Linked DNA regions of Mus musculus: regions 1, 2, 3, 5, 6 and 7 are each linked to region 4. The links are chromatin contacts, called in public Hi-C, HiCAR-type, HiChIP or PLAC-seq and Micro-C maps. All regions are on one chromosome and are shown on one strand. The core of a region is the stretch at or near the end of the contact, and the rest is flanking DNA. Distances in the headings are between cores, read along the strand shown. Region 1 has its middle 210 kb from the start of 1700019E08Rik. Region 2 overlaps Arhgap15 (Rho GTPase activating protein 15). Region 3 has its middle 330 kb from the start of 1700019E08Rik. Region 4 holds the start of Zeb2 (zinc finger E-box binding homeobox 2). Region 5 overlaps Arhgap15 (Rho GTPase activating protein 15). Region 6 overlaps Arhgap15 (Rho GTPase activating protein 15). Region 7 has its middle 360 kb from the start of 1700019E08Rik.

Region 1 (2,886 bases), core at 272-2,771, 800 kb after region 4:
CAGTTTGTACAGTGCAAGTAAGCAAAGGCAGTTGAAGCTAAGGAAGAGGAAGGATCGGGGTCCAGAAGATTAGAACACATTGCTAGAGTTAGTTTGAAGCCAAGCAGAACAATACAGTGAGGTGTTGAGCAAAGCCAGACTGAATCAGTCAGCTTAGAGGAGAGTTTAACTAGAAGAGCTGAGTTGAACCAGCCAGCTAGAGATCAATACAAGCTAGAAAGGGTGAACTTACTCAGCAGGAAGCCTCTAAGATGGCAATTACATCTAGTGAATAAAAGATACTTTTACAATAAATAAACATGGTGGATGGGATTGATGAAACCGACATGAGGTATGTATTGGGGTACCTTTTCCTCAATGACTTTAAGAAACTTGAAAGTTGCTCTAATGAATACTGTAATTGTCTATATCTGTGTAATTTCGGTTTCTTACAAATAGCTTTCTCTTAAAATGCTAGGAAAAAAATTTAGGAGGGTAAAATCCTCAAAATTATTTTCCAGACCAGATTTATTTTGGCAGTCACATTTAGGAATCTCTGTAGCATACCAAATTCTGAGGATTGTATTTGGACACACATCCATAACTGTAGTCATCAGTTTACTGACAACCATCTGCTTGGACATTACTTCCACCTCCTAATAACTAATGTTAGATTGAAATGGCAACCGATATTCTCAGCAGCAAAGGTTTTTAAAAAGGCAACACTATTCTTACACACAGTTATAAGTCAACTATTGATCCTATCTCATTGTTCAAACACATTTAGATAATATTATCTAAGGCTTTCCATCACTACCAAGATCTTTACAAAGCTCATATCCATTCATTTTTGCCTCTTTATTTATAGCTTTTCCTCTTAGCAAATTCCACTGATGCATTCTAGTACTTCAGTTAAAGGAACATTTTTTGTAATTGCCTTATTTGTCCTGGGCATTTGAGCATGTCAGAGCACACTTCAGTAAATTGTAGATGCCTTTCTGCTCTGTAATACTATTTTAGATCACTATTTATGTATATCTTATGGTCTTTGAAACTTATGTCTTACATATTGTGTGGACATTTTCAATGTGTGCATGAGTGTGTGTTTGTTTATGTGTGTCTGCATCTGCATCTATTTTCTACCACTGTGTGTGTGTGTGTGTGTGTGTGTATGTGTGTGTGTGATAAATCAGAAGTCCAGAAAGGATTTCTTTTTTAAATACTTCCTGTTCTTAGGAGGATTTCCATCTCTTAGTGCTGCTTCCTTCTGTCAATACATTCCACTATCAGTATATTCTTACAGTTAGAGTGGTCCATTGGCCACCAGTTCCCCATGTTTCATGTTCTCAAAAATTGTAGCTGAAAAAAAAAATCCCAGTTTAAATTTTCAAGCAAAAACATCTGCAAAGAACCTTATTGTCTATTAGGCTAAAATTAGATCAAGTACTTATCCCTGGATCTAGGCTGTTCATGTAAAAGGAGGCCAAGATCTGATTAGGCAAGTCTGAAAGACACATCAGCATATGAAACTGGAGAGTTGAATGCCAGGAAAAGCCCAAGCCTGTGTGAAAGGTCGTGAGTTAGCATTGAAATTAGGGGAGAAGTGGATACTAGCAGATTATTCCAAGATTGTGTTTCTTGTCTTTCCTAAAGTAAAACAAAACATAGAAACAGAAAAATAGAAGTCTGAGTATATTGCATTAAAAGCTTGGACTTGAACTATACATTAGGAACTACTAAAAATTAGACATACTTTGGAAGTTATCTGAGTAAGTTTTGTTTTTCTTTGTTTGTTTTATTTTTTCATTCCATTAACTTATTTATTTACTTTCGTTACATCCCAATTGTAGCTCCCCTTTCTTTCTAGTTACCCCTACAACTCCTAACCCAACTCTCTCTTTCTCCTTCTCCTCTGGGAAACAAGAGGGTCCCTTGTATACCAACCTACACTGGCACATCAAGTCACTGAAAGACTAGGCACAAACTCTCCAACTGAAGACAGACAAGGTAACCCAGTTGGGGGAACAGGATCCATGAACATACAACAGAGTCAAGGGCACACCTGCATGTTGGGGGACCTGCATGAAGACCAAATTGCCTATCTGCTACATAAATGTCTTTGGTGAGGGGTGGGGGGTGGGGGTGGGGTGGCTAGATCCAGCCTATGAATGTCCATTGTTTAGTAGTTTAGTCTCTGAGAGCCCCTAAGATTCCAGATTAGTTGACTTTGTTGGTCTTCTTGTGGACCACTCTGGGTTACTCAATCTTTCTCCCAATTCTTCCACAAGATTCTCCAAACTATCAAATGTTTGGCTGTGGGTCTCTGCATCTGCTTCAGTCAGCTGCTGGGTGGGACCTCTCAGAGGACAGTTTGTCTAGGCTCATGTCTGGAAGCATAATAGAGTCTCATTATTAGTGTCAGTATATCCATATTTATCATCCTGTACAAAATTCAAGAACTTGTGGATCAAGAAATATAAAGTTGGATACACTAAATCTAATAGAAGAGAAAGTAGAAAATAGCCTTGAACACATTGGTACAGGAGATAATTTTTTGAATAAAACACCAAAGGCTCAGGCTCTAAGATCAACAATTAATAAATGGAACCTCGTGGTAACCTAGACATCCCTCAGCCAAAGATTGGATATAGAAAATGTGGCTCATTTACACAATGGAATGCTATTCAGCTATTTAAAACATGGGCATCATGAATTTTTGAGGCAAATGGAGGGCACTGGAAAAATCTTCCTGAGTGAGGTAGCCCATACCCAAAAGGATGTGCATAATATGTAATCACTGTTAAGTGGATATTAACCATAAATTACAGGATACCCATGATATACCCCATAGACCCAAAGAAGCTAAACAAGATGGAAAGCCCAAGTGAGAATGCATGAATCCCACTT
Region 2 (2,970 bases), core at 66-2,565, 840 kb before region 4:
AAGCATTAAAGGGGAAAAGAGAGACAAGACAGACAGTCCCCAGTGCTGTTCTCCGAGGATTCACAGCCCAGCAAAGGAATGGGCAGGGTACCGAGGGCTATGAGAGAAGTGGGGGTAAGAACATGTGGGGCCCCCTGTGTTGGGAACAAGGCTCATGATGGAGCTGTTCTGTGTGAAAGAAGGTAGTTGGCAAAAGGAAAAAAGAAGTCCATGATCCGACCTGTTGCATATGCTAAAAGCTGGCTTTCTTCTTCTTTTTTACTTGAAGCCACTTATTAGCAGGGCCTGTCTCAGTTGGAGGCCCTGCCTTTTTGCTTACAGACTGTCTGACGCCTTTATAAAGTGGGCCACTGCATTGTTGATTACTACACACCAGGGTGGTCTGCGAGCCGCTGTTTTCTGCCATCCCACAGTGAGACAGCATCTTCTGAAGTTCTAGTCTCATATGTCCTTAGAGAATGGTTTGTGTTTCCTAAGCAGCTTAACTCTGGATGATTTACATGTGACATTTTAAACTCTGGTTGTGTAATGCCTGGTCTGGGAATTATATACGCTGGGAACAATTTTTCAGGTCTGTATATGACAACTAGCTATACTTTGCGTTGTCTATCCGGGAGACTGGAGGAGGAAGACACTCACCCGCTGGATCGCAGGGGAATCTGAAACCTGTGTGTCTACTGCAGAGTAGCATAATGTAATAGACACGCCGGCCACACACTGAAGTTTCATATTCACACAGTTATTGGTCAATCCAAATTAGATTCCTTTGACTTCGACTAGAAAGGGAAAAGGAAAGAGATTGGCACAAGATAAAAAGTAATCAGTTTCCTCAGGCTGAGTTCATTTTCTCCCACCTACTCTTTTGCTACTCTTCTCCCTCTGTGCCCCCCCCCGCCCCCCCCCCCGCCCCAAGTAAAACTTTATATCTTGGATGTCGGAATTTGTCTAGCGACTTCTTAAAACTTCAAAACCAGATTCAATCTGTAAAAGAAAACACGGTATTTGAATTCACCTTCAGGAATGTTAAGAGGAAAAAAAATCACAAGGTGGAAAAAAAAAAAAAAATAATCAATGCTAGCGTGCTAACGAACCAAGCTAGCCCAGATTTGAACAGCTAGAGTATGTTACAGTACAGCATATACAATCCACGTGGTGGTTGTAACACACGTGTGTGTAGATGTGTAAAAGAGGAAATTAGCTTCCACTTGACGAGATGGGAAACCTCAGTTCTTATTTTAAAGCAATCAGTTGAGCACGGCTAATGAGGAGATCACCCAAGAGTTTTTAAGAGAGACAGACAGCGGCTCTCTGCTGAGGGTATACTTAGAACCGGCTCCCATCGCAGTGCTGACTGAGGGATAACAGGAGGAACGCGTTTAAAGACCCGGTTGTTCCGTTCATTCTGCAAAAACACATTCTTCTCCAATTACACCAAATTATTATAGTTATTTTATGTGGTACTGCAGTGCTGCCTGTATGTGAATCATTGAGTTATAAACAAAGAAGGCGTTCCAAGCCGTAACTATAAGAGGACAAGCCAGGGAGAAATCATTTGGGGAAAACAATCCATCTTTAATTCTGCTCTTATTCTGTCCGTCAGAACTCTTTTATCTCAGTTTGCTAATGTACATCATATTTGTGTCATGTTAACTTTTAATAAAGTTGCCAAATAACTGGTGATATCAAGCATAGCCATCCAAGATTTGCACTGTACTTTTTTTTTTTTTTTTATGTAAGGTATAACTCTCTCTTGAAAGACTAACCATGCCCAACGGTTCTCATTGATGTAAAAGGGGGAAAATGGGTCCCATGTTTTCATGCACACATCCCTCTTCATTATCTGTGTGTGGGGGGGGGTCACTGTTTTCAAAATAGTTATATGAATCTACAGCCCAAGAAGACTATGCATTAATCCTCAAAATATCCCTCCACTCAGAGGATTGGTGCTCCAAAACCTACATGGTTCCCTGCATGTATAATTAAACTACATGGTTCCCTACTCATATTGTTAAACTCTATAGGAGTCTTCTACATCTGCATAAGGCTAGACACTTACAGTATTTGAGGCTCTGTAACAAAAGGACAAAAAAAAAATCTACATTTTGCCCTACTACTTAGATGGCTTCCTGTCTCTTGATTTCTTTATTTGAGCTTCTTCTATGCCTTACTTAAGAGTTATTGTGAAATATCCATAGAATGCAGAAACTGTCCTAATAATTTATAGGCATGTGCAGAAAAATGTAAATGTTGAAATTTAAAGGGCATATCCTAATAGTTTAAATGCAGGGTTAAGAAAAGCTTATGTGTGAAAAGCCTATTTTTCTTTTACATTTAATTAACAAATATGCTGGATTTGGTGATATATACATATAAATCCCAGCACTTGAGAAGCAGAGAAAGGTGAATATTTTGTGAGTTCAAGGCCACTTTGGTACACAGGGCGAGTTTCATACCAGTCAGAACTACACAGTGAGACCTTGTTTCAGAAAAGAAAAAAAAAAGCTTTTCTCCATTCAGGAGACTTCATGGTTCTTTGAAAGTGATGTAGTAGGTGTTTTTATGTCAAGCATGAAAGTCTCCCATCTAGTTTCTCCTGTCAGAACCTGAGAATCAGGCTCTGGGCATGAGGATGTTTTGTGTAATTGTATTTTGTGTCCTTGGGTTGGGTTTGGGGTTTGCTTTTCTCTCAGACTTCTATATTGTAAAATAATTCTGCTCCCTTGTAAATATATGAGAATCTAGATAATAATATACATCATAAAAACCTTTTACATTTCCAAGTTGAAATTGTTGATTTGAATGTAGTGTTACTGCAGAGGTTCCCAGGATAGCCTGTGATTGCATAAACTTCCTTGATTTCTCTCCAGTTTCCTATAGTAAATCTTTTTCTCATAAAATACCTTTTCCACATCTTTCTCTATTGTTGTTTCTTATTTATTTTTATTCTTCTTGTGGTTCTTTAAGTGAGCA
Region 3 (3,207 bases), core at 523-3,022, 910 kb after region 4:
AGACTGTATACTCAACAATGGCAGCCTCAACATTTTCTTGACTTAAGTGTAATACTACCTTATAGTAAAATACTTAAGTATTGTATTAAATTCAACAGTTGATTTTGCTATTAATTATTAATAATGTTGTATGTGTTTTAGTCAGTCTGCTCTATTAGTGCTTTTGTTTATATGGAGACCAAGGATAGATTTGGGAATCTGTTCCTGCCTTCCACATCATCAATGCAAGGACTCTTTTGTGTCTACTCTTGTGTGCTTCCTGCTCCAGATTCCAGTCCTTGCTGAATGTTTTGCTGTAAGAATGCTTTGATTTCAGTTATAGGCTTACATCTGGCTTGTTTGATTTTGTGTTTCATGGCCACCAAGGATCAAACTCAGCTCTTCAGACTTGGGTGGACAGTGATTCACCCTGACCAACAATCTCTTTGTCTTCTCAGTACTTGGTTTTGTTTGTATCATACAGAACTTTAAACAAATACAAATTGTATTCTCATTTTGATGGATCTTTAAACACTAATGAATACCAAAGATTTCAAATTAAATTGAAAATTTGTAGAGCAAATATGCAATAGTGTATACAAGATTATGGACTGAGACTAGCTCTTTTTATCTTGTTTTGAACCTAAACACAGAAAATAGTATTTAAGAAAGAAAAAGTTGGTAGGCTGCTATATGTCTGACTTTATCACATTGCTTCTTGTGATCAGTGATAAAATTTTGAAATAAGAGATTGAGAAACTTGGAAACCAATTATAAAAACCCATTTAAAAGTAAAAATAAATGTGTGTATAAAGTGAATCAAATTTCAGATATTTTAGCTCTATGATTAGTTCTAGTGGAAGAAATAATAATTACTATTCCCCTTTATTTTATAATTATTTATCTTATATGGCCTGGATATTTGCTTTAAACTGGAGGATATGGGAAATGATAACCAACAGCCCAGTTCAGCTCCCGCACTCTTGCTATGCTTAAGGTCAAGCTTCCATTATATTCCAAAGTAGTCCAGGCTTTTGATTTTGCTCTCTTGTGGTAAATCACTGCTATCTGCATAGGCACACTTTCCAAAACTATATGAATTTACAATTAAGAACAGTGAAACTTGTGCTGAAAATAAACCTAGAACATCATGAGATATTTAAAATGTATCCAGTGGCTGCTGAGATGACCTTTAAATTAAAAGTACATTTATTGGGAAGGTGAGGGCCCAGGATTTTGCTACCCTTGTAAATTCTACCTAGTTATGTGGTATGATAGGAATTTTCCACAGGCTACTCTCAGAAAGTAGTCAGTGCTGATTTAGAGTTGTCTATTGGACTATGGGGACTTCAAGCAAAGGAGCAGGGCAGGTCTGTAAAGACCTTCTGGCATAATGGGAAGGCAACACCAACATAAATATATGGATAGAAACACATGTGACTCCAAGAAATAAATATACACAACCAACTGCAGGACCACAGGCACTCTCAGGGGCCTCTTTGTGCTATATGATCTCATGATTTGTTGAATCACAGTCTTCTAGGGGACCATCCAAAAATCTTGAATTTCAAGAAGCATGAAGTTTGAATAGCTGAGAATCTGTCAAACTTTTGCAGAAAATCTCTATCAAAGCATTGAGTTTTAGGTCATACACATCAGACACACAGCCTCACATTCATCAGAAGAATGGCCAAACTGCCTTTATGTCAACATGCTGCCAAGGTATTCAGTGGAGGAATGAAAAGTATAACCAACTGGGCCATTGTCTACATGGCATGGAGGAATTGCCCAACTAAATTTTTTGATTGATGTGGCCAGTTGTTTTGGCATCCTGTCAAAACTGCCTCATACACAAGTTCCCTGTGTGAGTCATCGAATTCCAAAGATGCTTAAAATCCAGTTTGGATACATTTTGAAAACTAAGATTAAAGACATGGTCTAATAAATATGTTGACTTATTTCTGATCTAACTCATCATGAGGATTCTGCATCTTTGATTTGAAAATAAGATTTCACTACAACACTCAAGCCAAACTTTTTTATTGGCTTTATGACTATATTATATTATCTTATAGAAAATTATGCATGACATATAATACTAAGAATAGCTTTTCAGACTGCACTTTGATTTTTTTCTAATAAAATTCTTCATATGGAAATAATTACCTGATGGCAAATTGACTTTTGGGTATAGTCATGGGAATGTGTGCAGGAATAACTGTGCCACACAACACAAGTGATATATATATATATATATATATATATATATATATATATCACAAATGACTTCTCCCACTTAATATATTTTTATTATTTTTACTTTAGTTTGAGTGAATGTTTTGTCTGTATGTATGTCTGTGTACCACATGCATGCATGGTTCTCACAGAGATTAGAAGTGGGAACCAAATCCTCTGGGATTAGAATTATTAACAATGTTGAGCTGTCATGTTGCTGCTGGGAACTGAACCCAGATTTTGTGCCAAATCAAGTACTCTCTCCAACATTTTTTAAATTTTAAATTTAAAATCGTAATCTAAAAATTTTATCTGCCATACATTAGATGCTGACTCAAGAAATACAATGTATCTAAATGAACAGACCAAAAAGGAGCAAATATAAGAAACATTGCAATCAAAATGAGAACCGTGCCCACTGGGTAAGTCAGAAAAATTAGAATAATAATATAAAAATAATAATGAGGTCATGAAAGTTTCAAAACAATATGATTTACAAAGGCATGTAGCCTCATGTTTTCAGGTTAAAGTGGACATGACGGCAGACACGGATGGAGATAATGACTGGATTGTAAAAAAAAGAGTTAAGAATATTAAATAAAAAGAAAAAAGAGATTGCAACAAGTAAACCATAACGTCCAATTATTTAGACTATAAATTGGCGTTTTAGAGATGCCAATAAGTCTTAGTGATAACTCTGCTTTTCATGGACTTTCTCACGTTCATAATCTTTTCCTCATTTATCTTACCTCTCCATCAATGCCCTCCTCATTATCCATATATACTAATAAGGTTGACTGGCAAAAGAGGCTTAATATGGGAGAGAACAAGATCATACTTCAGGTGTAGATGTATCCGCAAAAGATTCTGTGGGAAGAGTAGCATATGACTGAGAAGATAACATTTAACAAATAAAGATCAGAGAACGATAAAGGTTAAAACAGAAAAGCGAGGAAGTATAAAAAGTGTTGAAAATTCAAGCAAAAAGTAGTA
Region 4 (3,300 bases), core at 307-2,806:
CATTACAGGGTTAGCATGTGAAACATGTAAGTAGGTGGGAGATAAACACGTTTATGTTAGCTGAGCTCAGCACTGTGCCTGTGACTCTTGAACTCCGACTTTTCAGTCCCAAAGTCTGGAATGGTGTGGTGTGGTGTGGTGTGGTGTGGTGTGGTGTGGTGTGGTGTGTGTGTGTGTGTGTGTGTGTGTGTGTGTGTGTGAGAGAGAGAGAGAGAGAGAGAGAGAGAGAGAGAGAGAGAGAGAGAGAGAGGAGTTCCATGAAAAATCGATGTGTATATTACTTGGTCATTTAAAATAAAATATCAAAAGTTACCCTAATTTTAACCCTATTATCCTGACAGCAGTTTTCTTCCCAGCTGTTGCGACCCCCCCTCTCCCATACACTTTGGTAAACGACTCAAGTTCCAAGAGAACTTTCACTTCTTTATTTATAATCACAGAAGTGAGGTGTTACTTCACACACACACACACACACACACACACACAAAGAATGAAATAAAGAAATGAAACTCGCTAGGCAGACAAAAACAGTCAAGTTTCTGCTTAGAAAACAGCCTTCTCCGGTGGGAAAGGTTAGACTAGTCTGCCAGATCTAAGAGAAGGACTTGCTCCCGAATTTGGTAGGTCTTTCTCGAATAAGTTTTATAATTATTAACAGGTATTTGCCAAGTTTTAATTGCTTGATATAATGAATTGAAAGTCGGTGTGAGAACAAAGCAGTAGAAACTCTCCACTTGATGAGTTTTTTACCCCAGCCATTCAGTTCTCAACAAAACTTTTCCTAGACTATGTAGCAAAAAACACCTTTGGTTACCTGAATGGACAGGTACAGGGCGAATTACTGGGGGAAGGGGAAAAAGGGAGAGGAAAGGAAAGAGAGAGTAAGGGAAGGCATGAGAAAGCAAAGAAGCCACTCTTGGGAAAAGAAAGCCTGCCACCAAAGAGCTAAAACCACCTGAAATTCCTGTCCAGAGACACCCGGCTCACTTCAGACTAACATTCCCACTCAAAATGAGAAAATTAGAGAGGGAGGGTGGGGGGCAAGAGCACCAAAAAAGGATAAAAAGAGGAGGAAAAGAAGGGGGGGGTGGGAAACCTACCTGTGAAGTCTTGTTTGTAGTTTTGGCCAGAAATGGTGAGAAGAAAAAGCATGAAGAAGCCGCGAAGTGTGGGGGAGAAAAAGGTGGAGGCGAAGAAACAGCTCCCGGAGCAAACTGAACAAAACCTCGCCAAGAGTGTCTGGAGGCAGGACCGTTATTCCTGCCGAGCAGGTTAGAACTGATCTCTTTTCGGCCACTCCAGGAAACACAAACCTGGGGACGGACTGACGTGTTACGCCTCTTCTAATGACATTTTTTTCTTTTTCTTTTCTGTAGGGGAGAGAAGAGAGACCCTGAAACACGCGCCACCTATCTTTGTGGGGAGGGATAATTGAAGCGCCCTGAGCGTGAGCATCATGTGAAAACGTGATCGCCAAGTTTCTCTCTGGGAAAGGATCTGGGATAGATTATACCTTGAAGTCTCCGCAAACGCTTTAGTGGAAGAAATGAAATTCCACCTCCCTCCCTTCCTCTCTCCCTCCCTCCCTTCTCCACGCCCCCCCCCCCCCCCCCCCCCCCCGTCAAGCAAGCCTTTGGCATCATTATCCTCATCACTAAATCCTGCAGAGTACTGGGCGGAAAACGGTGCACACCATTCACAGAACTGGAGAACTCCAAGGGGCGAAAGTTAAAGGGAAAGCTCTCGGGTCTTCCATGCAGATCTCTTGTCTTATACAGATATCTCTGGTGACTAGGTTTGAGGTGCACGTCAAGTTGTATGGATACCTCAAGCACCGTTTTTGGAACTAAATTCTTGCCCTTTCTCTTATTACATTTTTTTTTTTAAAGATGCCAGAGCTAGGGGAGGGAAATGCTACTTGTACACTGCATCTTAGGATCTCAGTGTGCAGTGTATGTGTGTATGTGTGTGTGTGTGTGGGGGGGAGATTTTCTGGATTGGATCCCTATATTAAAAGTTTGGCATTTTAATAAAGGGTCTCTAGGTTAACATAGAGCTGTACTATGCTGGCCAATCTCTGGACCCCTCTACACCTCATGCAGACCACATTACAAAGTGAGGGGACAGGGGCAGGAGGAAGAAGGAGAAAGGTCAGAGGAACTTAGGACGAAAGAAAGAAGAGGGTGACACTAAACTGTGTGGGGTCTAAGTTTTGAAGTGCATATTTTTGATATTGCAATTAAACTAAAATTAAAAAGAAAAGACTCCACCTTTGCTCTGAAGGGATTGGTTATGCAAATATGGAAGGGATTTCCTGGAGAATACAGCTTTCTACTGTATGGTTAATTAAATAATCACTCAAAAAGCTTCCAACGTGACGCTTCTGTCGTAATCCAATCAGGTTACATAGGTCCTAAACAAGAAAGATATTTTCCACATCTGGAAGTCAGCAATTTAGCAAGTACTGCACATTATTAACCAATTCAGAGCCCACTTCCCAGGGGATTTTTTTTTGAAGTTTAAGTGTTCTTAACCAATGCTCTGCTGTTTTGTTAATCAAAAAGCTGGTTTACACTGCACATAATTGGAACTAATATAGAAGTAAATAAAGACAGCCAAATTTGAGGATGCTCTGTATTTATAGGAAAAGGAAGAAACTGTTTTGCCTCAACAGTTAAGGCTTAATTTCTTAAAATACTAGGAGACCCCCCCCCATTATTTTAAATAGTGAAAGTATTTAAGAACCCGAGAGCACAGAGAGATGCCCAGTCTCACAGCCTATAGACTCCAGTATAAAGGAAAAGGTGGAGGTTTGAAGAGGGCCAAACAGCTGCCTCTTATCAGTTTTTCTGCTTTAATACTGTCAAATATGTCATAGTCCCCTGTTTTCAGTCTGAAGAGACCTGAAACAAATAATACCCTGATCCAACACTAGACTTTTACTCATATTAAGATAAACTGCTTTGAACTGTGCTTTGAATGTGTGCCTACAGCAAGACTTTGAATGCAAGAGTCACTGGCGATTGCACTCAAAGGAGGGGAAAGCCACCACAGGGGCTGCTGCCACAGCCACACTCCCAGAGCTACAGGGCTTTGTATTTTGCATGTTTATTTTTCAGTGGTGGTGGTGGGGGGAGGGTAATAGCCACCCAGCATGACCACAGCTAGATTTCATTCTAGGGTGCAAGAAAGCGGATTTTCACAGTTGGTTACACACTCTCCTCTTTCCTAATTTGAGCATTTACAATGAGAAGGATTGGATAAATTAATTTCTCCATTGCCCCTATCACAGATAGAGTA
Region 5 (3,075 bases), core at 267-2,766, 870 kb before region 4:
TTAACATACAAACACCGAAAATAATAGTCCACTCGAAAAAAATAAATCTGATAGTGGTGTGGGCTAATATTTTTAAAAGGATATGAACACTATTAGCAAAACAGTTCCTGCAGAGAATCCCCCACGGTGACACTTCTCAGCTTCCCTTACTTCTCTCCCCCCACCCCCACTTTGGTGCAAACTGCTCCTAGACACTCATAGAGCTCACACTGCGGGAGGGGGGCTTGTGACTATGAGCTCAGACAGCATCAAAACAGAGAAAAAGTTCCAGTTAGCCAAATACCTATAAGCTCTTACAAGAATTTTCAATTAACTGTATTGTAACTGATAACTTTGTGCTTCCTTAAGTCCAAAATCAAAAATCACTTCTATGTTGCTTATTTTATAGATGAGCAGAAATGCCATAGTAACTTGCATCCTCTTAATTATATGTAAAGATGCCACTTCTAGACAACAATCATCCCTTGTGTCTGAGAATGATCTCAGATCTCCCTACTGACAGTCAACGGATCCTGAGAGGCACCTAGCACACTCGCTTGCTACTGAGCATTCATGTTGGCATCAAAGTTCTTTAGTGTGTCGCTGTGGCAACTCACTCAGGCTTCCCAAGCAAATATTTTTGTTACTTCCAAAGAGTTGGTTAGCATTTGTGGTTTGTTATCATTTTGGCAGCTTTGCATAGCCTGCATAGGCCAACAGGGGTCTGTCTAATATTGTTGCTGGGCACATTTTTCTCACTGAGATGAAAACTGAAGAAAAATATTTCTGAAGCAGTAAGAAGGAATTAATTTACTTTCTCCTCCATATTCTATTCCTTGCTGACTTTACATTCAGGAGAAGAGAGAGAGAGAGAGAGAGAGAGAGAGAGAGAGAGAGAGAGAGAGAGAGGGAGAGAGAGAGAGTCAAACCGAGAGAGAGAGAGACAGAAAGAGAAAGAAAAATAAAATTGTTAGCCATTATTCCCTTGTACATAGCAAGGCTAACACATGTAAAGCAATAACTCGTTTTCTATTGCCATGTTTAGCATATGTCTCCTGTTGGCTCAGCAAGGCCTTCAGGCCTGTCCCTTGAGCCAGCCATCGCTGGCAACTCTTAGCCCCTCGGCCTCAAAACCAAATAGCTTTGAATCATGTTGCGCTGTGATGCTAATTTTCATACTGATGCATTATGGGAATAACCGTATCTGACATACTGTGTCAATGGTACTGTCTCTTTGTGTCCCTTGTTTTTTGTTAGCTGCATTCCTACAGATGGTATTCCATTGAAAATGTTCCCTTCCTACAGAAAACGGGAAGAAAAAAAAATTCATGCACAGCACCAAACCTCTAGGTGCAGAAGGCTGTTAACGGTTGCTGATGATAGTAGGCAAACATTAACATAATAATTAGTGTCTTGTAATTGTTTCATTAAAACCAGTTGTTCCATTTCTCCTCGTGTTTTCCCAGAAGAGAAGCTGAATTTGGATGACAGCCAGTGGGAGGACATCCACGTCGTCACCGGAGCACTGAAGATGTTTTTCCGGGAGCTGTCTGAACCGCTCTTCCCTTACAGTTTCTTTGAGCGGTTTGTGGAGGCGATCAGTAAGTATACCCCATAAAGAAGCCGGGTGTGGTGAAATTATTTACAATAGTGAGATCAATACCGATCGTGACCACAGAGAACAGAATATGTGCCCCGTGCTCGTATCTGTAGCCTTAGGTTTTGTCATTTTGGGTGGTTTGTTTTATTCTCACCCTGCAATATTATTTGAGCTTTAAAACCAAAATTATTCAGACCAAAGGGAGAGAGAGAGAGAGAGAGAGAGAGAGAGAGAGAGAGAGAGAGAGATCTATTTAAGGCCACCAAATTTAAGCTTTCTCAAATGAAAATAGCTTCTCTTGCAATCTGGTTTATAGGGTCAACGCGTGTACTCCCAGTCCCTGCCTTGATATTTTCAGAATTGCACTGTTTGCAGACAAAGAGATCTTGCAAGGGAACCTAAATATATTAAATATTGTGTTTCATTAAATATGTGTTAAATCATCAGTTCCATCTCTTGGCTCCCTCAGTTGTTCCCTCACCAACAACAGTAACTATCTAGAGTTGGCTTCTGGGTAATGTATAAGGTTAAGTGTCAGCAGGTTTCCTGGAATGGGTACTCCATGAAACTTCTCTTGCTGATGTATTACTTTCTCATTTATAAAAGGGATGATCTAAAGTGAAATGGTATGAACGAACAAATGAATGAACAAATGAATGAATGAATGAATAAATGAATGAATGAAATAGCTTCCTGTAAGGAAACTTTTGCTGTAGATACTTGGAAAAACAAACACTTGAATATCACTAAGCTTAATATCATCGGGTACATTTCCTATAATTGTGACAGCTTGGAAACATCTCCTGGCAAGCAGGCTGATATAAGAAGGACAGAGAAAGAAAGAAAAAAGAAAGGTAAAATTAAAAACCTTGCAAGCCTGGCAGGAGCTTAATTAAAGTACCAACAAGAAAAATCTCCAAGGAAAAATGTTCCACTTAGGAGGTCTGATCTTGGATGCTGTGTGTGAAGGGTTCCCAGTAGTAGGAGTGAGGACTTGGGGGCCAATGCTGGAAAAAAAAGCCCTTCAATGTGCCCTTTCAGTCTTGTTTTTTTCACTGGGAAAAATTCTTCACACTTTTAAAGCTTTGTGAAATGAAATCAATAGTATGAAGACGAGGGTTTTCCCTCCCAGTCTCTCCTTCAGCCTGCTCACAGTTTCAGATTGTCTTGTTGTCTGCCTATTGTTTAAGGACATAAGAGTATTCCTGACTGGGGGCTAGGGTAAGCCTAGAGTTTTAATCCCTCTGGAGAGGAATGATTTATAGTTCTTAGGTTCCCTAACCTACAACTTAAAAGGAATAATAAAGAACTTGTAAGCAAGCATGCATCCCATTCACCAGTCTGATGTCCTAAATTCATACATGCGCATACACTGGGAGAGCAACCTGGGAAACTGTAAAGAGTTCTGTGCAGACGCCTTTCTTAATTGTGTATATTTAGTAGTATGCATGCCACATTTCGACCTCTATACTTCTAAGTGACAATTATCTCATCTG
Region 6 (2,941 bases), core at 8-2,507, 760 kb before region 4:
CTTAGGAAGCTTCCTAGAGGCAGGAGGAGTGAGGTCCCACTGTACCAAACATAGCAAAGCCCACTGAGTAAGAGAGTGTGGAAGAAAGACCTACCTAAGGTCTCTGAAAGCCACATCGCCGGTCCTCCTTATTGCTAATGTTGTCACCGAATTGTCAGAGAAAGATGAATTGATCACAGGACACCCTTCTGAAAGGAAGGAAGGCAATATAAAGAAAGGAAGGCAATCAGGATGTTACAGCTTGACTATAGAATGACCCCTGGGTATCGAATGCTTGGCTTCCATCCCAAACTCTAGAAGTAATCTCAAGAGGTGGGCACTGAGGCCCAACTTCATTGGAGAGAGGTGTTCCTAAATGTTATATGTTACATCTTCCCTGGTGTGTCCTCTCCACCACCACCTCCTGTCTATCTCCTCATCCATAGACACCCACCATTGTGATATCCCCCACAGTACATGAAGCCAAAAGACCATAGACTGAACCCTCTGAAATCATGAATCAAAATTAACCTCTCTTTCATTAAGTTGTTCAGTTCCATACTTTGGTCATAGCCACATCAAAGTCAATAATACACAGGGGAATCGGGGCAAGTGCAACCATTATTCTACTTGTGTGTGTCTACTGTGGAAATAGAAGGCGAAGCCCAAGAGCTGTGCTAGACCAGTGTCTCCTGTGGCCCTGGCAAAATGATTCATGCAAATCTGATCTGGAAAGTGGTTGCCGACTTCAGGGAGGGAACCTTGCTGTTAGAGTGAGTGGAAACATTGAATGGGCTCCTTCCCAGATCACACGTAGGTTGTTTTTGCAGAAGATTATGTACAGACAAGTCTAGAAGTCCAATGCTTTCAAGTTCCATTCCTCTAAGTTACAACTCCCACTGTCTCCTGGTATGTACTCAACATTCTGGAAGAACAACAAAAGGGAAGGATTGGTTAAGAAATGACAAATGTCTCGCTCCCTTGTAATGACAGAAGAACTATTGGCAGAAAAGTTAAAACCAGAATGAAAGAAAGGTTTCAAAGGAAATCCAGTCTCTGTTTACAAAAAGGTTCCAGCGCTGGGAGAAAGGTCCAACTCGACCGGTTGCCGCGGAGAAACATGATTAAAGCGATGACTGAGGGGTTTGGTGTCCTAGCCTCAGTTTCCTTTATTCTCCTCAGAGTCCAGAGACAGCCAATCAGAACGGAACCTGGCCTGAAGGCTTGTCAGGGATAATAATTGAAAACATCTGTCCATGTAGTAAGTGTGGGAAGCCCATGCCGGTCCCTGACAGAGGGAGTTCTCAGGCAGCAGAGCCAGAACCACGGCTATGCTCATATTCTCCTCCACAGACTTTCTCGCTGCCAGCTGTCTTTATTCTCCTGCCAGGAAAGCCAGGGGCCTGGGGCTCTGACCCAGGCAGGGGTTAAGTGAGCTGGGACCGGGAAAAGGAGAGGGACAGGCTGCCTCGGAGCTCAGGATGCAGAGACAAGGGGTATCTGGTTCGAAACGAAGAGACAATGAAGGAAAGAATAGCAAGAAGGGACTGCAAGTAGGCTTTGAGCACAGGGAACAGTAGAAGAATTTGGCTTCTAGACCCAGGAGCTGATGCCCTATCCTAGCATCTGAACAGATATTTTAGCTTGGTATTGAATGCATCAAGACCATGCTTAAAAGGTCTATAGACATTCTTTCAGCCACCAAAGAAGAAAATTCTAGATTGCAGGTTAAAGGAAAGCTAAACCAAGCCAAGCTGGAGTGTAGACATGAAAGAAAGTCAAGTTCTCAGTAGAAAAGATTAGGTGTTACATTGCCTGGAGTGGGAGATAATTTAAGAAAGAAAAAAGTGCTTTTTGCAAATACAATGAACCCATAGATTTGGGTGGATATAACCCCCCCCAAAGAAAACTATGAATAATGTTTTAAAATATTGTCTAATCCTGATCGTTTCATTGTTTAAAATATTCTCTGCATGAGTTAATCATCCCTGGAAGCGATACATTAACAGTTGGGTCACAATTGTACTCAGAGCTACCTCACAGATACTTGATGTATGATGTTCACTTGGACACAGAAAGAATAAATCCAGCTTGCAATGAAGCAGAACTTGCCAGTTCTATGGGGCTTGGGTCCTGAGAAAATTTCACTCAACACATGGGTGGCAAGAAATAATACAAAGGGAGAGACTTAGGGAGGCCACTCTGTCTCATTAGTTAGGAACAGTTCTGTATTGTATATGTATCCAACATAAACACTTGGCTGAGGATGTTATTCTACTGACAGTGTTTGCCTTTCCTTATGGTCATCAGCTGGGTGACTACCGCTACTTGGCTGAGAAACACTTCATCCATAAAGAAAAGTTCCATAAGTAATAATGAGCATGAGTTTGTGTTCACTGCATAGCAAGGATTCAGATTCAACACGGATTTTTCTTATCCAACTGAAATGAGTCAAGCTGTTTAACCTAATTGAGCTGCTATAAATCAGGAGTGTTGTGATATGAGTAATCCTCCCACGTCAGGCAGTGCAGCGAGGCGCCACACAAGCTACAAAAGTGTAAGCACAAAAGTGAGACTCCACTGACCCTCTTCTCCTTAGCACCTTTATACATCTCTCCTCTCTCTGTAATCAAATTGTAGTACAATCATCACTTTGTAGCTGATATTAGAGGTGTGTGTGTGTGTGTGTGTGTGTGTGTGTACTTGCACATGCACAGGTGTGTGCACCATAGCATACATGAAGAAGTTAGTGGAGAACTTTAGACGTCAGTCCTTTCTGTCCTGTTTGGAGGCAGAATCTGTTACTCGCCACTGCCCACGCCAGATTAGCTGGCCAGAGCCTGTCTGGTGGTTCTCCCATCTCCATCTCCCATCTCCTTTAGACTCACTGGCTTTACAGCTACACAGTACCACATCGGCTTTCTATGGTTCTGGAAAGGCAAACTCCTGTCCTCATGCTTGG
Region 7 (2,837 bases), core at 53-2,552, 940 kb after region 4:
ACTGGAAAGTGATATTTGTGCATTTTTATTCACTTAGAATATTCTGGGCGGGTTTTAGGAACCACAACAAGTAGCATAATAAGTAAAATTCAAAGCTAAAAATTCTTGGTTTTCATGTATGTGAATATTTTTTATATTTTAAATATTTCTTTAAGAATTCTTTCTTACCCAGTGCCAAAAACTAGGCCTGAGAAAACCTAAACCAAAACAACTATTGCAGGAGTCCCAGCTGTTTGTTTATACGATCAACACAGCAATCGGAGGACTCTTTACATGCAACTCAAGGCAGAGACATGACCCAGAGAAGAAAACCATTTCTGTTTGTTTTGCATGCATATGAACCAGATTTAATTTAATATTAAATTCTATGTCACACCTTCCTCCACACATTGTTCTTCTATATACCTTGTCATGAATCAGGGAGTTTAAAAATCAATAACAGATATTTAGAAAACTAGTAGAAAATAAATTAGTCCATTTCTCTTAGACAACTAAAAATGAGGAAGAATGTCTGCTATGTCTGAGTCCTTTGTTTCTTGAAAATTTCCTACTAACAAAAGAGAAAAATTATCTTTTCTATCAGTTAAACATTAAAAATGATATTGTTCGCAAAGAGGGCTTACATTTGGAGGATCCATTTGGTGCAATAGAGTCTTTTGAAAGATGTGGCTGTCATCACTGTAGGCCATTTGCTTCACCTGCTAATTCCCAGGAACGTGAATGTAGCAGGAGGTTAGTGCCTGAGGCAGTCCTGCCTAATGTGGGAGCCAAATCATCGCAATGGTTCCGGTAAGTATAAATGTTTTGTCACCTTCTCCATACCAGAGAGCTCAAATTGCTGAACATTTTATTTCCTCTCATTTCTGAGTAGCATGTGCTCCTTATTATAAAAGGTTTAGGGATGGCATACTGTGTAATAGCTCAGATGAGTGAAAACAAATTTAAATATAAGCAATGCTCTGGCTTATACTTTACATGTTGTAAATACTCTTAGAAACAGTATGGGGCCTTATTAAGTTTGAACCTCAGGTCTTTCAACTTCCCTGAGAATAGGGAACAAATGGTAAGTGCATGAGAAAATAAGTAACTAACCTTTGTGATTTCCCACTTCAGCTCAGGCCCAGATATTTTTGTCAGTTGCTAATTACAGCCATATTTCTCCAACGTATTTTCTTTTGAAAAAAGGAAAACAAAAAGAGGAGAGAAGCATTTCAAGGAGAAAAGCAGCATCAGGCGCCACAGATTCACAATTTTCTGAGCTGAGAGGGACTTACCCGAAAGGAGGCAATTGGCGAAGCTGCCTGCTGGAAACGAGAGAGCTGGCGTTTAACTAGATTAGCTAGAAGAGCAAATCAGACTGCGATAAGTCTAGAGGAGAAAACTGTAAGGATTCTGGCTTAAAAGAGCTGGATGTCTCAGGCCAACAAGGAGATAAAAGCACACTGGGCTGTGTATAGATTCATTAAGTGCTCTCTCTCTTCCCTCTTGCTGGATACATGCTTATGTATAATACATACTAAATCCCGTCACCCCTCCCCTCAGATACCTCGCACATAACTTGCATGACTTAAGAGGAAGAACAGAAGTAAGAACATCATTTCTACATCATAAAGAATCCAGCAGAAAGACAGAACACCAATTCGTTTAAAGTCAGATATCTCAATTGCTAAAGAGATATAGGGAAATCTGAGGTTTTATGCTCTAATTTTTTTTTTCTAGAATGTTTATACTGAACATGGCCAGAGTTCTTCAGGGCCAGATTTCCAGTATCTCATCCACCTTTCCTTGGAGGATAAGATGCTCAGCACTGCATCAATTTCTAGCCTGGGATTGATGCTGATAGCTCCTCACAGTATGAGACTGCTTCCAATCAAGGCACCAAACAGGTGGTTTTGTTGATCTTGAAGTCTGAGTCCTCTTCTGAAATTTCTGGTACTACTTTTATTGCTTTGTTATTTTTCTGCACAGACACTGTTGCACTGTTGGCAGGAATGTCTATGGCCCCCATTCATTGTATTAAATAATCCAACAACCACAAACTTTCACTTTCATTTCCTGCCATGGTCCAGTTTCTTTAGCCGCATGTTTATCATGGTAGCTGCCGGACCCGTGCCACCGTGTATCCGAAATAGAAGCTGAAACATGTGCAGGTGCTGAGGCAACGTGAGAAGAAAGCTCTAAATACTCATAACTCCGTCCCTGGCTCTGAGTTTCCATCACTCACTTGCGGGTTTAGAAATGCTTTTTTGTCTGTGGGATCAAATAAAAATCCTTACCTTATTGCTGCAGGATTTTCTTAATCCTCCCACAGTAGTTAAAGACTATCTCTGGGTTCACTTTGTTTGCTGTCGCTCGTTCAAGAGTGCCGTGGAGGTAGCTGAAGTGTTTCCGTCAGCAGCTACAAGAGAGAGTTTTGAAATACTAAGAATCAGATTTGGTTGTCCTTCACAAGGACCTTGCTCCCAGATGTTTTGCCATAAATAGGTGTCTCTATAACTTGGAAGACTATCAGGAAACAGGTGTTATTCTATTAATAGGCAAGATGTATCACCTGAAAGGGAAGGTACAGAGTATGTGAAAGTCAGGTGGCCCACAGTTGAATACTTTCTACACAATAACTAATCACTCCAAGCTTCCATCTATTTATCACAAAGTCTGTAATTACAAGCCAGGTGGCTGTAGTTAGGGGACTGTGCAAATTTTAAGCAGGGTGTTTGGCTAAACCTTACATCTTTACAAATGGTATGTCTACCTGAGTAGCTGATGGGATGGCATACGTCTGCCTCAAAACTGTGCGCATTGGCACCCTTAACTAATTTGGGGGCTTTAACCTTAGC

Evidence for each region. A called contact is a pair of places that touch in the nucleus more often than the background predicts. HiCAR-type assays count read pairs that join an accessible place to other places. HiChIP or PLAC-seq counts read pairs in DNA pulled down with a chosen protein or histone mark.
Region 1: a Micro-C map of brown adipocytes shows a contact between it and region 4, with 10 times the contacts expected there. The contact joins the enhancer-like site here to the promoter of Zeb2 in region 4. A contact is called at or near these places in 8 of 39 promoter capture datasets (the 3T3-L1 cell line, 3T3-L1-derived adipocytes, liver and 3 more), 7 of 484 Hi-C or Micro-C datasets (beige adipocytes, brown adipocytes, embryonic fibroblasts and 3 more) and 9 of 115 datasets of contacts at active chromatin or transcription factors (SST interneurons, acute myeloid leukemia, bone marrow-derived dendritic cells and 6 more).
Region 2: a contact with region 4 is called in a Hi-C map of uterus, with 3 times the contacts expected there. The contact joins the enhancer-like site here to the promoter of Zeb2 in region 4. A contact is called at or near these places in 5 of 39 promoter capture datasets (embryonic stem cells, liver, maxillary cranial neural crest and 1 more), 1 of 484 Hi-C or Micro-C datasets (uterus), 3 of 115 datasets of contacts at active chromatin or transcription factors (embryonic forebrain, embryonic limb bud and neural tube) and 2 of 9 other capture datasets (liver and pancreatic islet).
Region 3: a contact with region 4 is called in a Micro-C map of muscle stem cells, with 4 times the contacts expected there. The contact joins the enhancer-like site here to the promoter of Zeb2 in region 4. A contact is called at or near these places in 6 of 39 promoter capture datasets (the 3T3-L1 cell line, 3T3-L1-derived adipocytes, the C10 cell line and 3 more), 1 of 15 datasets of contacts at CTCF or cohesin (pro-B cells), 6 of 484 Hi-C or Micro-C datasets (embryonic fibroblasts, forebrain, muscle stem cells and 3 more), 8 of 115 datasets of contacts at active chromatin or transcription factors (bone marrow-derived dendritic cells, embryonic forebrain, embryonic hindbrain and 5 more) and 2 of 9 other capture datasets (adipose tissue and liver).
Region 5: a HiCAR-type map of kidney shows a contact between it and region 4, with 4 times the contacts expected there. The contact joins the enhancer-like site here to the promoter of Zeb2 in region 4. A contact is called at or near these places in 4 of 39 promoter capture datasets (the 3T3-L1 cell line, liver and second pharyngeal arch cranial neural crest), 1 of 484 Hi-C or Micro-C datasets (cerebral cortex) and 13 of 115 datasets of contacts at active chromatin or transcription factors (the 230-238 cell line, the NIH/3T3 cell line, SST interneurons and 10 more).
Region 6: a contact with region 4 is called in an H3K4me3 HiChIP or PLAC-seq map of craniofacial prominence, with 4 times the contacts expected there. The contact joins the enhancer-like site here to the promoter of Zeb2 in region 4. A contact is called at or near these places in 4 of 39 promoter capture datasets (embryonic stem cells, liver and maxillary cranial neural crest), 5 of 484 Hi-C or Micro-C datasets (B cells, Th1 cells, adipose-derived mesenchymal stem cells and 2 more), 8 of 115 datasets of contacts at active chromatin or transcription factors (the NIH/3T3 cell line, acute myeloid leukemia, cardiomyocytes and 5 more) and 3 of 9 other capture datasets (adipose tissue, liver and pancreatic islet).
Region 7: an H3K27ac HiChIP or PLAC-seq map of SST interneurons shows a contact between it and region 4, with 6 times the contacts expected there. The contact joins the enhancer-like site here to the promoter of Zeb2 in region 4. A contact is called at or near these places in 4 of 39 promoter capture datasets (the 3T3-L1 cell line, cancer-associated fibroblasts, hippocampal neurons and 1 more), 1 of 15 datasets of contacts at CTCF or cohesin (pro-B cells), 3 of 484 Hi-C or Micro-C datasets (3T3-L1-derived adipocytes, adipose-derived mesenchymal stem cells and embryonic fibroblasts), 8 of 115 datasets of contacts at active chromatin or transcription factors (SST interneurons, bone marrow-derived macrophages, cardiomyocytes and 5 more) and 3 of 9 other capture datasets (adipose tissue, liver and pancreatic islet).

The regions. Positions count from the first base shown.
Region 1 is chr2:45,907,575-45,910,460 of GRCm38.p6, forward strand. No RefSeq gene overlaps it. Among named protein-coding and RNA genes, the nearest start is that of 1700019E08Rik, 210 kb to the left of the region's middle. Within about 2 kb of position 1,522, at least 8 of the 459 cell types and tissues checked have an H3K27ac peak or open chromatin away from gene starts, as enhancers often do. A contact at or near this core is called in brown adipocytes, where this site is marked.
Region 2 is chr2:44,271,551-44,274,520 of GRCm38.p6, forward strand. All of the region lies in intron 12 of Arhgap15 (Rho GTPase activating protein 15), which reads left to right. Among named protein-coding and RNA genes, the nearest start is that of Gm52508, 56 kb to the right of the region's middle. Within about 2 kb of position 1,316, at least 19 of the 459 cell types and tissues checked have an H3K27ac peak or open chromatin away from gene starts, as enhancers often do. A contact at or near this core is called in neural tube and uterus, where this site is marked.
Region 3 is chr2:46,020,294-46,023,500 of GRCm38.p6, forward strand. No RefSeq gene overlaps it. Among named protein-coding and RNA genes, the nearest start is that of 1700019E08Rik, 330 kb to the left of the region's middle. Within about 2 kb of position 1,773, at least 6 of the 459 cell types and tissues checked have an H3K27ac peak or open chromatin away from gene starts, as enhancers often do. A contact at or near this core is called in muscle stem cells, where this site is marked.
Region 4 is chr2:45,111,723-45,115,022 of GRCm38.p6, forward strand. It overlaps Zeb2 (zinc finger E-box binding homeobox 2), which reads right to left and starts at 1,557. Exons shown (of 10, transcript NM_015753.4): 1 at 1,101-1,557. It overlaps Zeb2os (zinc finger E-box binding homeobox 2, opposite strand), which reads left to right. Exons shown (of 3, transcript NR_110572.1): 2 at 1,121-1,271; 3 at 1,377-2,365.
Region 5 is chr2:44,241,660-44,244,734 of GRCm38.p6, forward strand. Arhgap15 (Rho GTPase activating protein 15) reads left to right here. Exons shown (of 14, transcript NM_153820.3): 12 at 1,446-1,580. Among named protein-coding and RNA genes, the nearest start is that of Gm52508, 86 kb to the right of the region's middle. Within about 2 kb of position 1,517, at least 21 of the 459 cell types and tissues checked have an H3K27ac peak or open chromatin away from gene starts, as enhancers often do. A contact at or near this core is called in SST interneurons, cerebral cortex, kidney and 1 more, where this site is marked.
Region 6 is chr2:44,354,249-44,357,189 of GRCm38.p6, forward strand. The region is part of intron 13 of Arhgap15 (Rho GTPase activating protein 15); the gene reads left to right. Among named protein-coding and RNA genes, the nearest start is that of Gm52508, 27 kb to the left of the region's middle. Within about 2 kb of position 1,258, at least 24 of the 459 cell types and tissues checked have an H3K27ac peak or open chromatin away from gene starts, as enhancers often do. A contact at or near this core is called in adipose tissue and craniofacial prominence, where this site is marked.
Region 7 is chr2:46,053,824-46,056,660 of GRCm38.p6, forward strand. No RefSeq gene overlaps it. Among named protein-coding and RNA genes, the nearest start is that of 1700019E08Rik, 360 kb to the left of the region's middle. Within about 2 kb of position 1,303, at least 9 of the 459 cell types and tissues checked have an H3K27ac peak or open chromatin away from gene starts, as enhancers often do. A contact at or near this core is called in SST interneurons and hippocampal neurons, where this site is marked.